Linked DNA regions of Mus musculus: all the other regions are linked to region 1. Evidence: chromatin contacts called from public HiChIP or PLAC-seq data. All regions are on one chromosome and are shown on one strand. Each heading gives the region's core, a stretch centred on a gene start, on an enhancer-like site or on the middle of the called end of the contact. The rest is flanking DNA. Distances are from core to core; before and after follow the strand shown.

Region 1 (4,735 bases), core at 1,036-3,535:
AGGACCTTACTGCTGCCTCAGAGCTAAAATATGTACTCAACTCGCCTGATTTCCAGAATCCCTGGGAACTACAACTTCAAATCACAGTGGTTCCAGGCTGAGGCAGAGCAATGCATGCTCAAGGCCAGTCTGACCCACACAGCAAGGCTCATGTCTCCAAGTAACAAAGACTAGAAATGCAGCCTAGCAGCGTAGCACTTGTCGGGTATGCCCGAGGCCCTGGGCTTGGTCCTCAGCACCACATCAAAAAATCTATTATTTTTAGAGAAGGACTGTGTATGAACCCCTGGCTGACCTTGAACTCACAAAGATCTGCTTGCATTGGTCTCTCAAGTGCTGGGGAAAAAAAATTACTCTTTTGCTTTGAGATAGGGTCTCACTTATGTAGTCTTGGCTGTTCTGGAACTTTGTAAACCAGAGTGGCCTTGAACTCACAGGAAATTGCCTGTTCCTGCATCTTGAATGCTAAGATAAAATGTGTGTTTTGCCTACATGTATGTCTACACACCATGTATGTTCCTAGTGCCATCAGCAGTCAGAAGAGGAGGTGGTCAGACTGCTTGGAACTAGTTACAGAGAGCTGAATGTAAGCTGCCATGTGGATGCCAAGAACTTCAACTTTGGAAGAGCAGCCCGTGCTCTTAAGCTAAGCCTATCTCTCTAGCCCTGATAAAATACATTTATTAAAAAGCTATTCTGTGTGGTGTGGTGGCACACACCTTTAATCCCAGCACTCAGGAGGTGGAGGCAGTTGGATCTCTGGTGTTTGAGTCCAGCCTCTATACAAAGCAAGTTCCAGGACAGCCAGGGCTGTTTACACAAAGAAACCCTGTCTCAAAAAACCACCACCACCACCACTACCACCAAAAAAAAAAAAAAAAAAAAAGATTGACTATGGCTATGGGAGTTTGTGTGTGTTCTAAGAAAAACCTGCATCACATGTATGTTAACACCAGAAGTACCTATGGTATGAGACCAGAATCCACCTTGAAGCATCACACTTCAGGGGCAAAAATACAATGTTGAGGCACACGAGAGAATCTTGGCTTGGTTAGACCTCTACTTTTTCCAATTTAAGTTTATTTATGTATGCTGTGTCTGTGTGAGGATAGGTATCAGATCCCCTGTAACTGGAATTACAGATGGTTGTAAGCTATTGTGTGGATATTGGGAAGTGAACCCAGGACCTCTAGAACAACTAGTGCTCTTCACCACTGAGCCATCTCTCCAGCCTGAGAAGAACACAGGGATATAACTAAGCCCTCCAGGTTATGGTTCCCACCCCTGTGTTTCAGGGGCCTTGTAAGTCAACAAGGAACCCAAGCCCAGAGATGCTGTGCTATTCTCAGCAGTCAACTTCACTGTATGTGGAATTAACTCAAACCCAAGCTGTTGGGCACTCCTGTGGGGGACTTTTTTGATGGGATTATTTGAAGTGGAAAGACCTACCTTAAACCTAGGCCACAGCTCCTAGTGGTAGTTTATGTAAAGGACATGGAGAAAGAAAGTTTCTGCTCTTTACCTGCTTGCCCTCACTGTCAGGCAAGTCCATTCCTTCACTGGCGTTAGAGCCTATTTCTTTGGGATGGTGACATATACACAAAACCAGCTGAGACACCCAACTTTGTGGACCAAGTAAGGATCAAATGTTTGAACTTTCCATTGGGAGACAGTCAGTTCTAGAATAGTTGAATCACAGACTATAAGCCACTCTAATAAATCCCATTTATAATGGATTCATTCTATCAGTTGTTTCTCTAGAGAAGCTCAATTCAGATGCCAATCAAGCAAGAGCTGTCAAAAGACAGCCAAGGCTAGATCTAGAGGTAGTCAACACAGTGGTCATGGTCACTAACCTACTGACCTAGAGAGCATCAGAGGCAGGGTGTCCCAAGCGAGTACAGCAGGGATAGGAGAGAAGAAGGCAAGCAATGCACACAAGGGAAGGAGTGGGAGCTCTAGGGGCTGGGATGCAACGGGGGTCTCCCCCAGCACAGAAAAATAAAGGCATTGCAGGTAAAAAACAAGTGGGCAAGGATTAGGTGCCTCCCTACCACGGCCTCAGAACATAGGCATCCTGAACTTTATCCTGTTACTTAAAGGAAGTGGTATTTTGACCACAGGAATGTAAAATTTTTTGTCTTCAAAAAAAACCAAAACTCGAGGATGTAAAAATCCAAAACATAAGCCATAGCAGTTTAGGTAATGAAGCTACCGAGGAGAATAATCTTTATTAGGGTGGCAGAAGAGGCCATTGGAAAGGTAAGAACAGTGAGGCAGCAGGTTTACACAAGGAAACCACAGCTCCACACCCCACCCATGCCAGGCAGTAGGCAGCAGTGTCCACTTATGCTACTACTGGGATAACAAGCCCTTGAAGGGGATTTTGCAAACGGGACACTGGCTTTGGCCTGTGACACAGTCAGAAACTAAATTGCCAACTGAACTGTAGCTTCTGCTACATCACAAATCTTAATGACAAATTGGCCGGCCCCTCAACATTAGCACTTAAAATGCATTAAGTCGGTCAAAACCTCGATCACCACAGGCCTACATGAGGTGGGGTTATCAAAAGCATGGTGGGCCTGAGAAAGGTGGAGCTGAGGTCACTTATATACTCCACTATGTCAGCTGCACTAGAGGGCAAGGCCCACACCAAAGCTACCAGCAAGTGGACATGCACCATAGTTCTGCTACTATGGCCTCGATAAAGAGGAATGTTTTAACACTGACAGTCAACTGTACCTAACAGCTAGAGTGAAGAAGGCCCAGAGTGAGCCCATCAAAGACAACAGGACTAGGCTCTGTCAGACTCCTGTCACTCTGGACAATTCCTTATAAACTGTTGCCTACAAATAAAAAAAGGCAGGAGCCTACACATGAGATCCTTGTGGTGCCTCCCACTCTGCCTGGCCTTTCTTCCTTTTCTTACTGCATTAGATATGTGCAAAAGCTGTGAGCACCCCACAGGGAAGACTCTGTCACTGACAAGGGCCTCCCCTCGCTGCTAATTACTTATAGGTGAGTGTGATCTCCAAACTAAACAGGGAAAACAAGGTGCCCTACATTGTGTCCACAACTGGCTCTGTCATCCTCCAAACAAATCTTGAGATGGGGCTTTATAGTGGCCATGCTGGCAGGTACACCAGGCCACCTGACATGATCGTTTTGTTCACTTACTGGTCTACCCAATGCCTGGTAGACACCTAGACAAATCCAGAGCGACTACAGTCACATAGTGTCTTTAAGCCTGGTGCAGTGTAGACAACAGGCATTTTTCTATCAGGGCTTTTTGTCCAGGGTGACCCCTGAGGCTCTTGTTCTGTTACCAGTGACAATGCTCCCCACAGCACAGCTCATTGCGCAGTTATCAAAAACACCAGGCCCTGAAGGTAGGAGCTGAGTCTCACTGTTCTGCTGGTTTTACAAATGCATTAACTGTGGAGCCAGTACAAGTGCCACTCACAAGGCCCAGAGGCAGCCCCAGCTCCTATACGATGCAATGGATCACATCTTTCAATGTCCCAGAAGTCAAAATAATCAACGAATCAATTACAGACAGCAATTTGGAAGTTAGGTATGAACAGATTCCACCTTACCTAGAAACGCATGAATGATTAACACAAAAATTACACCTAAATGGGGAAAAAAATTGAAAAGGAACTGTCAGCATGAAAGAAAATGAAATGCACAAAATTATACAGGAGGCAACAGCCACATTCTCAAGATACAAGAGCTTCCAGTAGGGGTAGGAGCAGCTTCAGCGCACCAGAGCTGCATGCCTTCCCGAGGTCAAACTTTATTCCCTCTTACAATAAACAACTCCCAGACAACACTGTGTGCAGTTTTTTAGTGATGATTCTAGTTACCTTCCACTTTGGAGGGTGCACATGAAGCCACAGAACAATCACACCTTGACCTAAGGACAGAAGGACCACCCCTTGGGTTGCCTGCAACAACAGCTCTACACTGTACCCCCATTGCCTACTTCTGAAGCTTCTTTCCACCCCTAGACAATGCAAAAGGTCAAGTGTTTGTGGGGTTTTCTACTAATCTCATGATAAGTTGGGTGAGAGGCTCTCTTCAAAAACGGGGATATGAGAGGAGACAGAAGGCAAAGGGAAAACAACAGGAAGAAGAAATAAATGGGAGAGGGGATGCAATGGAGGCTATGTGAGACAAGCACAGCACAGAAGCCAAGGTGCACCAAGTTGGAACATGCATGTGACAAGCTGCCCTGGTCCCTGCCAACTGTACTGTGACCATGTGTCCATCCTCTGCTCACAGAGCATGAATAGCCAACACCCCGAGGCTCACCAGGTAGTATAGTCTCCATGACCCATGAGTGACCTTTAGAGGGGAGTGGCATTCGTGTGGGTGGTGGCAGCTTTCCCATTTTTCCCTCTGGAAACTTCCCAGTGTGTGCATGCATTCTCAGCAGCACAGCAGTCACACCACCAAGTCGCTGCACTGACAGCTTTTAGCACACACTCCACCCAGGGAAAACAAGGACAACAGACAGACACTAGCCAGTCAGAGATGCAAGGCACAGGGACACCAGGCAGGGATGCATTCCAACAGACTCCACACTGTCAAACACAGGAAAGTATGGCTGCACTAGAGCAGCTCAGGGCATCCTGCCATCGGGTGCCAAAGCCCCCTAATGAAGAGTCTCCTGAGACCACAGAGAAAACCCCAAGCTTCCAGGTGAAACTGGTGGTGCAGATTGTCGTTT
Region 2 (4,735 bases), core at 1,606-4,105, 490 kb before region 1:
CACCGGGTGTCCAGCTCTGCTGCACATTCTGTTCTCTGACCAGGATCTTCCTTTGTTGGCTACTAGGAGTTCCAACACAGGAAAATGTCTTTGAAGGCGTGAAGCATACATAACTCCTAGAATGGTTCATTCGCTCTTATTGAAAGAAGTGGTGCCCCCACAGCTACCCCTGAGGCTTCCAGCTGGGGGATTCTGGTTTGCGGGGAAAGCATCACCACACATTGGCTACACATATTATATGCCACAGGACACCATGTAATTTTGCAATGCAATCTCCCAATGCGATCTTAAATGATTCCTAAGAAGTCACATTCCACAGAGTGCCCCTGATCATTAGCTGTATGAATGGCAACTTCAGTGAATCCCAGGGCAGCCTCCCCGTGCTCTTCTGCCTTTGGCTTTAAGATTAGTCCTTTAGTAATTATATGATTTGGATGCAGTTGAATTGAAGTTTAATGTTGTCTCCAAGTTTGATCTTCGTTGTGAGGATTAAAAGGATACAAACTTAATCTGACTGTGGTGTTCAGAAACAGGGCCCCTGGGAACAGAGAGAAATAAATGTATGCAGGTCTATTTGCTTGGTTGCTCTCAGATCACCTTGTCCTTCCTGTTATTGTTCTGGACCACCTGCCTAGGGAATGGTATTGCCCACAGTGGGCCAGGTCTTTCCACATAAACCCCCTAACAGTCATGCCCACAGGTCAAGATGATGTGATAATAGGGTCTGAAGGGTAAGGCCCCTTAAGTTTCCTGACTGATTTACACTCATCCTGTTTCTTGTTGTGGGAATGCCCTTTGGTGTCCCAGGACTCTGAAGCAAGGAGGCCATCACCAGAGGAAAGCCCCTTAACCTTGCCCTTTCAAAATCATGAACAAAATTAATTTCCTCAAAAGCACAGGTATTTCATCATCGTGATGTAATGCCAACTGATAGAGAAAACTGGTACTAACAAGTAGTTCTCATTTAAAAAGGGAAGTAGAAAAGATAGTTATGAATGGATGGGGGAGGTGCTGAAACAAGAGGATCAAGTGGGGAGGGGGTGGAGAGAAGCGGATGAGGGAGAACATATGAAAGCAATCTAAGTGAAATATCAAATAATAAGGGAGACAGTCTCATCTGGCCATCTCTTGATACCAAATGAAGCTTCCAATAACAGAATTGGGTTACATCTAATTAAGTTGTTGGCCAAAGGGGTCCCATGGGAAACCCCAAACAACCCAGGCTGTTGCCAAAACAGTAGGTTGCTCCCCCAAAAACTTGAGACAGCAAAACCCTATTGCTGAAGACAACACCTACAGAACTCATTGAATATGGACAAGTCAAGCTAGTGTCTATAAGAGCCTTCATCCCCACATCCTAGCATCTTTAGTACAGGAGGTACTCTGCATGCTACCAAAAAAGAAACATCAATACCGACCCAGCTACAAACCCTTTGATCTGCAATGGTGTCCATGCTGCAAGATATGCTAGGGGAATGGTGGCACAGAGCTTTGTGGGATTCCTGAGTGAGCAAATGAGTGGGTCTCTGACTCTTGTGCCTCTCCTGGGTTCTTTTCCTTTTGTTGGTTTGTCTTGTCCAACCCCAATGACATAATTTTTGTTTTATCTCATTATATTGTACTTTGTTATATTTTTACTATTATCCCCTAGAAGCCTGTTTGTTTTCTAAAGAGAGACAGAAAGTGGGCGGTTCTAGATAGGGGTTGGGGAAGAGGAACTGGGAGGAATGAAAGGAAACCAATCATAATATATTACTGAGGGGGGATCTATTTTCAGGCTGGGTGGTGGTGGTTCATACCTTTCTTCAGCTCTAGGGAATTCAACTCCCTCTCTGGTCTTACATGCATACACTGACACCATATATACACACAATTAGAATTTTTTTAAGGAAAAGAGACTAAACTGTTTTGAGTGGGGCAATGTAGATAATTCTGGTAAAGGCACAGAAGACAGAAGATCAAGGAAGAGCAAGGACATGTTAAGGACTGACTACATGGTTGTAATTAGGATGCAGGCAGAAGAAACTTTGTCAGTTAAGGCCAGTCTAATGAGATCTCTGTTAGAAATGAGGATTGCACTTGAAACTGAGACCAGCATCTTTAACTTGCAGCAAAGAACTTGGATGGCTCTTGTCTATGAGCTGAGGTTCTATGGAGAGTGAAGTAAGAGTAGAGAACGTGTTTGTTTACTGGAAGAATCTCAACCTGGTACAGCATTCAAGATGTGGCATAAGTGTTTGAACTGGTTGGTTTGGTGGTTTCAATGAGAGATACATCCCATAGACTCGGGCATTTGAACACCAGTGTGTGTGTGTGTGTGTGTGTGCGCGCGCGCATGTGTATATGCCGTATATATGTGGGACCCCACAAAGACGAGTAAAGGGAGTTAGATCTTCTGAAAGTGGAGTTGTAGGTGGGTATAAGCCACATAATGTAGGTGCTAGGAATCAAACTCTGGTTCTCTCAAAGAGCAGGATGTGCTCCTAGCTACTGAGCTCCCTCTGCAATCCTATGCTGGTTACTTTGAATTGCCAACTTAAAGCATTTTGGCAAGGGTTGTAATGAGGAATTATCTAGCTCAGGTAGGCCAGTAGACATGTCTGTGAGGAATTGTCTTGGTTGCCTATTGGTGTGGGAAGACCCAGACCACTGCAGGCGGCACCATTCCCTAGGCAGGTGATCCTGAACAATAAGAAGAGAGAGAAAACTATTTGAGGGCTATCAACCAAGGAGGCCTGAACGAGTTGATTTCCTTGTTCTCTTGACTATGGATGTGATGTTACCACCTACTTACATTCCTGCGTTGACTTCCCTGAAATGATAGGCGGTGACTTGAAATTTCTAGCCAAATAAACCTTTCTCTTCCCTAAGTGGTTTTGCTTGTCAAGGCATTAGTCACTTCAGCAGGAATGAGTCAAGAACAGTTTCAATGAGTGCTTTCTCTCAGATTAACAGGCTCAGGAGCAAAGGATCCCAGGATACAATGATCTGGAAAAAAATAGCTTGGCCAGAGAAAAGCAAGAAATAAAGGCATATAGGGCACAGGGTAAAATCATTTGCTAAGAATGTCAACACAGATAAAAGGGAGCCAGTGGCTTTACATTAAGACAACTGGAAAGTCCTCCAGAACATCTCACAAATCTAAAGAAGCAACCTCCTTCAGGGTGGTGGACAACAGGAGACTGAGTCACTGGCAGGTGTCAGCTTGCACCCCAAAGGAAGCTGCCAATTGTTTCCCAAGTGTTGGTTACAGATTGAAAATGCACCAGCCACATGCGGGTGCCCCGGTCCATATGTGCTCTTACTTACACATTTAGAACTTGTGTATGTCAGTCATTGGTATAAATTGCTATTGCTTTCTGGGTTTGATTTCCCATTTCTCTGCTGGTTAACTAAGTTTGCACAAGTTTTGGCCATGTCTGTTTCCATTTCACAAGCCACCTGCTGTGCTTCCTGTCAACTGATGGATGGGATAATGCATCTTGTCTTGCTGGTTCATGGGGGATGCTAGTGTATCTCCATAGAGATCACAGTGCTGCCCATAAACATCCTGGAACTCACAGAGGTCCCTTTACCTCTACCTCCCAATTGCTGGGATTAAAGCTGTGTGCCATCATGGGCGGCTCCTTCCACTCTCTTCATGGCATACACATACAAATAAATAAATACAAACTAAAAATAAAGCACTTGGGGGGCATTAACGAAGTACCTTTGGTGTTTCTGGTGTTACTAACAAGAGAAGATACACCCTGAATGTGGCCACACCATCCCATAGGCCGGGCTTCCAAACTAAATAAAAAGTAAAAGGGAGAAAGCCAGCTGAGTTGGGAGTTCCCATCTCTCTGCTGTCTAGCCAGCACCATGGACCAAGGGGCTCTCTGTCAAGGTACACGCTACATTCTCTGAACTGTGAGCCACAACAAATCCTTCTTCCTTTAAGTTGATGTTTGTCAGTTATTGGCCACAACACACAGAGAGAAGTAACTATTGGCCCAGGACATGCTGCCCAGATGCGGGTTCGAAACCTTGCTGCTGTGAGCATGTTTTATCCAAGTGAGGAATAACTAGGCAAGGGTGCTGGTTAGATTTCATCAACACAAACTAAAGTCACATGGAAAGAAGGACCTGCCATCCCATGGGCCTGTAGGCAATTTCTGTGGGGCATTTTCTTGATTAATGATTGAAGAGGGGCCAGGCCACTGTGAGTGGCACCATTCATGGACAGGTGGTCCTGGGTTGTATAAGAAAGCAGGCTGTCCAAGCCATGAGGAGCAAGCCAATAAACATTGTTCCTCTATGGCCTGTTCTTCAGCTCCTGCCTTGAGTTTCTTGCCTGGCTTCCCTCCGTAAGGGACTTAGAAGCTGTAAGGTGAAATCAATCTTTTGTTCCCTAGGTTATAGTGGTTTTGGTTATAGTATTTGTCACACCAATAGAAATCAACCTGGGACATCAGGTGATCCCCAGAGCATCTTGTCCAGTGTATGGAAGCCTGAGGGGCAGACACTTTCATTTCCCAGATAAGCAATTTGATGTCAGCCTGAGCCATAAAAAAACCGCACTTGAGTTTCCAGTCTGCTGGCCTAATATGCAGAGGTATATTTGCCAGCTCACTGTGATAGGTGCCAAGCCCTTCAAGAAAGCATGTGTGTGTTTCTCTGTGTGTGGGTATGTGTGTATGCATGTAAGTGCATGTGTGTGTCTGTGTTTGTCTGTGTCTCTCTGCCTGTGTCTGTC
Region 3 (4,735 bases), core at 732-3,231, 340 kb before region 1:
GGAACAATGGTCATGGTGGGAGGGGCCACTGTGTTCTCTTGCCTTTTGTCTCAGCCCAAGCTCATTGGCCCAAGGACAGCCCTTTCTTTTATATCTCTGGGACAGAGCTCAGGGCCACACTCCATCAATGTCCCCTGGCCTTGAGTCCTTGGTTCTGGCAGCAGCATGTGGATTTCTCAGGGAGGCCCTTTAGGGAGCTGGACAATACTGGTGCATTAGGCTGGTACTTTTATTGGTGGGGGGAGCATGCTAGCTTTTTAGGTGGCTGTTACAAGGTCTGGGGGATGCTGGGATGGTCTAAATAGGCAAGGGGTTGGAAGGTGGGGGTGAGAGTACACCCCACACACTAAGCCTCTGAGGACATGGAGAACCCAGAGGATGCAATGTGTCTGGGGTCTAGGGAGGCTTTTGGGTGCACTGGGCCATGAGACCCTTTGGGTGATAGCCCATAACCTTTGACCTCAAGTGGACAGCAGGAGCAGGCATGGGGGTGAGGGAGGGGTAACAGGTATTTATGTGTTCTGTTGAGAAATTTGAGGCCTATCATTCAACACTGGGGTTGCATTTGGATTATGTCTATAAGACAGGTGAGCTTCAGGCCTGGCCCTGACTGAGCAGGGGTGACTATGCTGGAACAACAGCTGGTATCAACCCTGTGGTCTGTTATACAAGGGCTAAGCTCGCCCCACTAACCCTGCTATGGACTAGGGTGTTGTTACCTGAATTAAACTGTCCCCCACAGTGTGTCTCCTACAGACTCACACTACTGCTAAATGCTAATTCTTCACTGGAGTTCCAGTGTGACCTTTGGTCTGAGGGCTACTCCTCCTAGGTCCAGTATATGTGCAAAGCTGGTGAAAACCATTTTATCTCTGTCTAAACACTAGATATGGCTACATTCTACCTAGGACAGGGTTGTTTTCCTATGTCTCTTTCCTAGAAGCCCCTGAGCCTTACTGATTAACTCAGCCTGGCCTGCCCTGGACATAACTAGCCAGACATTTTCAGGGGATGAAGGGGCTCAAGTCCGCTGAATCCAGGCTTCACACTGTGTTCACATGCTGAATTGGAGATCTGTGTAAGGGGATCTTGCTGTTTCACATAGCCAATTCCAAAATGGGTTTCCCTCCAAGTACTAGGTCAGGGGGCACCTGTAGCCATCAGAAGCCATTGCTAAGGAGATATTTGAATAATGACAAACATCTGCAAATGAGAGAAACTCACTAGATGATCAGCCAGCTGGGTGATGTATGGCCATGAAATTGGAACAGAGGCCTTCTGCCTGGGCTAGCACTGTAACTAAATATTGGGACTTCTCATGGTCAGGCATGCTGTCTCCCATGAAGTCATATCCTGTGCTGGGGATTGGGAGTATGTTTTTCATGTTGGCCAAAGATACACACAGTACTTTGGGCAACAGCCCTACAGACCCAGATTCTCAAGAAACAAAGATGAATCAATATCCCTGCAAGCCAGCTGCTCAGAGATTGTTCATTTGCCCGTTCATTCATTCACTCATCATTCATTCATTCAACAGGCCAATATTGAGCTCTGACTGGAGTGAACGAGACTATGGCTCCTCCCTGGTATGCTCAGCCAAACTGGGCCCATCATTGCCAGCACTCTCTCGCTCTCCCACACATAGCCACCCCCCCCCCATTCCCAATGAGTTCACTTCATGGGCCAAATGCTTTTCTCACAAGGAAGGAGCTATGATCTCCCAAGCTCACTCCTTCCATCAGTCACTGCTCATGCCCAAAACACAAGCCAGGTGGTGTACTATTTTGTCTTAATTAAAAGCATTTATATATGATGTGCAGTATTCAGCCCTCACTCATGGTGGACTCTCCAGCAGCCGACAGGTGGGGGCAGGGCCAGCATGTGTCACCCTTCAAAGAGGAAGTTCCCTCCAGGGCCAGGCTCCTGAGGGAGGCCAGGCAGGGAGCCAGCTGGAAGCAGGCCTGAGCAGCACAATGCTTTGTGGCTTCTCGGGTTTGTGGCTTTGCACAGTCCCCTAACATATGTGGGAGTGGTTTCACCTCCTCACCCCAGGCCTTCCCCAAGGGCCTCATACCAAAGAAGGCTGGCTGGGAGCTGGGGAACAGGTCTGGGACAGGGCTGGAGACCTGGAGGCCACCATAGGCTGTAGTTCGCATGGAATGTATACTTATTTCAAATCCTCCCATCACCCACTTGTGGTGCGGCTACTCACATTTTCACGCCATAGCAGGACTGAGGATCAGACCTGAGCTGCCCAGGGGTGGAACAAGCAGGAAGGGGATTCTCACTCAGGGCAGCCAGTCCCTGACAATGACCCTGTGGCAAGAGCTGGGAGAGAACGGAAACTGGCAGCAGAGTATGGGTATCCCAGACCAGACCTTCTGACATCACTATGCCATAGCAAGCCAGCCAATGCCTCACCCTCCAGATACTGTGCATGTGACAGGTCTTTGGGTGTTTCATTGAAGAGGCAGATAGTGAAGGCTAGGGAAGGAGAGGCTATTCACCAATCAAAGGCAAGGCCCCAGGCTTACCTTGACTTCTCTCATGGTGATTGCCAGGCCGCCAGCGACCGTCCCTTCAGTTTGTGTCAAGGCTGTGTGAACACAAAGCAGTACAGTTGCTCTCACCCAGTGCTGTCACAGACTGGGAAGGCCCCAAGATTGCTGCTAGCTGAATTATAAATCATGGTCAGAGGCTGAGTCTGTTTTTATTGAGAGAGCTAATGGATCCACTTTGTTTTTTTTTTTTTTAACTTGGTTCTCACACCAGTCACCTGCAATTATTTATTTACCTTCCTATTCATCTACTCAACCAACCATCGACACACCCATCCATCTATCCATCCGTCCATCCATCCATCCATCCATCCATCCATCCATCCATCTGTCCATCTATCCATCTGTCCATCTCTCCACTTTCCCATCCTCCCACCTTCTCATTCATCCATCCATCTACCTATCCATCCATTCTTCCATTCATCCATCTATCCATCCACTCACATGCCTATCCATTTGTCCACTCACCCATCTCCTCTTCTATCCATCCACCTTTGTGTTGATCTGTCCATCCACTGCAGTAAGTAACCTGGATGACAGCCTGGGTTTCTCTAGCTTGTAAAGCCTCCCTTTCAGTGCACTCTGACTTCAGAGTGTATGTGGATACATTGGGAGAGGTCTGGTCTGTGTGAATTGACCTAGGAGAGTTATTTCACATCCGTTGCTGCCCGTGCCCTTGCTTGATTCCTCTACTGCCTCTGGATGGATTGGGGGGACTTTTGTACCCAAACCTCAATAGAGGCTATGGATGGTGGGTACGGTGTCTCCAGTGTGAGGCAGAGCTGTGAGCTATGCTCTAAGGGAGACAGTCCTCAAAAGACACATGTCCTTGAACCCTCATTTTCAGATATAGAACTTGAGCTCTGTTGATTCCATGAAGCTAGACAACACAAATGTCAGCACTATGTTACCAGACCAGATCATTAAACCCCAACCCTGGTGTGGAGTCTTCCCCAGCAAATAACAGCTGACACTGTCTACTCTTAGCATCCCTGGGCTCAGTGTGTTAACCTCTCTGGACAGTTGTTATAGGTACTATGAGTTACCACAGATGGATACCTGAGCCTGCTAGTCACGGTTGTGTCTCAGCAGAGGCTCCTGGCATGGTAGCTTGGTGTAGGTGCTCTAGCCTGAGTGGTCATAGCCTCTAACACAGGCTTATTGCTTTCTTTCTCAGGAGATTGTCCTTGTGGTGTTCTTTGGGACAGAATATGTGGTCCGCCTCTGGTCTGCAGGCTGCCGCAGCAAGTACGTGGGCATCTGGGGCCGGCTACGTTTTGCCCGGAAGCCCATTTCCATCATTGGTGAGTCCTGCCTACACATCCTGCAGACATTCCATTCCACACATTCATGGGTCCAGAAGGACATTCCCATTACAGTCATCCCCAGAGAATCTCCATGGATGGAGACCCCTAGATTATTCCTGTGCCCTTGGTTATTGGGTCCCATCTTGCTTTAGTGGCATAACCCTCAGGTGTGGGTGGTAGCCTACCCTCCCCAGATTCCTGGTTACCAGAAGTCATGACCCCCTGCCCCTCCCACAGACCTCATCGTGGTTGTAGCCTCTATGGTTGTCCTCTGCGTGGGTTCCAAAGGACAAGTGTTCGCCACATCAGCTATCAGGTATGTTGGCTCTTCCATTTCTTCCTGTGAGAGAAGACCCACTACAAAGCCCTTTCCTCCTAAGCTGTAGTCTCTCCCTCCCTCTACCTGTCTCTTTCATGGTGAGTGGCACAGGGGAAGGGTGGCCATAGTTCATCATATTGAAACAGTATGCAACCCTGAGTTCAAGGTTTGACCCCAGTACTTCCTAGCTTCTAAGACTTAGATGATAGCCTGACTGTGTGGTTGCCATATGGGTGACCCTGGGTTTCTGGTCTCCCCCAAAAAGGCCATATAAAAGGGCTCCTGGAGAGAGGGTTCTCAGGCACCTATAGGAAGCAAGATGGCTCCAGTACAAAGTGTCATGTACATGTCTTCTCTACCCATTGGAAGCTTGGTGGAGACAGGAACATAGGAAGCAAATGCTTGTGTCCACCACAGCCCTCTTGACCTCTCCCTTCTTGCTTCTTAGGGGTATCCGCTTCCTTCAGATCCTGCGGATGCTGCATGTCGATCGCCAGGGGGGTACCTGGAGGCTCCTGGGCTCTGTAGTCTTCATTCACCGCCAGGTGAGT

What was found. HiChIP or PLAC-seq counts read pairs in DNA pulled down with a chosen protein or histone mark.
Region 2: a FOXA1 HiChIP or PLAC-seq map of pancreatic cancer cells shows a contact between it and region 1. The contact joins two enhancer-like sites. A contact is called at or near these places in 3 of 115 datasets of contacts at active chromatin or transcription factors (embryonic stem cells, fibro-adipogenic progenitors and pancreatic cancer cells) and 4 of 9 other capture datasets (adipose tissue, embryonic stem cells, liver and 1 more).
Region 3: a contact with region 1 is called in a FOXA1 HiChIP or PLAC-seq map of pancreatic cancer cells. The contact joins two enhancer-like sites. A contact is called at or near these places in 2 of 39 promoter capture datasets (the HPC-7 cell line and cranial neural crest) and 5 of 115 datasets of contacts at active chromatin or transcription factors (embryonic basal ganglia, embryonic limb bud, kidney and 2 more).

The regions. Positions count from the first base shown.
Region 1 is chr7:143,515,251-143,519,985 of GRCm38.p6, forward strand. It overlaps Nap1l4 (nucleosome assembly protein 1-like 4), which reads right to left. Exons shown (of 16, transcript NM_008672.3): 15 at 3,600-3,635. The coding sequence ends at 3,630. Among named protein-coding and RNA genes, the nearest start is that of Gm23297, 14 kb to the right of the region's middle. Within about 2 kb of position 2,286, at least 5 of the 459 cell types and tissues checked have an H3K27ac peak or open chromatin away from gene starts, as enhancers often do. A contact at or near this core is called in pancreatic cancer cells, where this site is marked.
Region 2 is chr7:143,022,781-143,027,515 of GRCm38.p6, forward strand. It overlaps R74862 (expressed sequence R74862), which reads right to left. Exons shown (of 5, transcript NR_110354.1): 5 at 1-538. Among named protein-coding and RNA genes, the nearest start is that of Tspan32, 19 kb to the left of the region's middle. Within about 2 kb of position 2,856, at least 7 of the 459 cell types and tissues checked have an H3K27ac peak or open chromatin away from gene starts, as enhancers often do. A contact at or near this core is called in pancreatic cancer cells, where this site is marked.
Region 3 is chr7:143,178,995-143,183,729 of GRCm38.p6, forward strand. It overlaps Kcnq1 (potassium voltage-gated channel, subfamily Q, member 1), which reads left to right. Exons shown (of 16, transcript NM_008434.2): 3 at 3,736-3,862; 4 at 4,103-4,181; 5 at 4,633-4,729. Among named protein-coding and RNA genes, the nearest start is that of Gm28821, 41 kb to the left of the region's middle. Within about 2 kb of position 1,982, at least 62 of the 459 cell types and tissues checked have an H3K27ac peak or open chromatin away from gene starts, as enhancers often do. A contact at or near this core is called in pancreatic cancer cells, where this site is marked.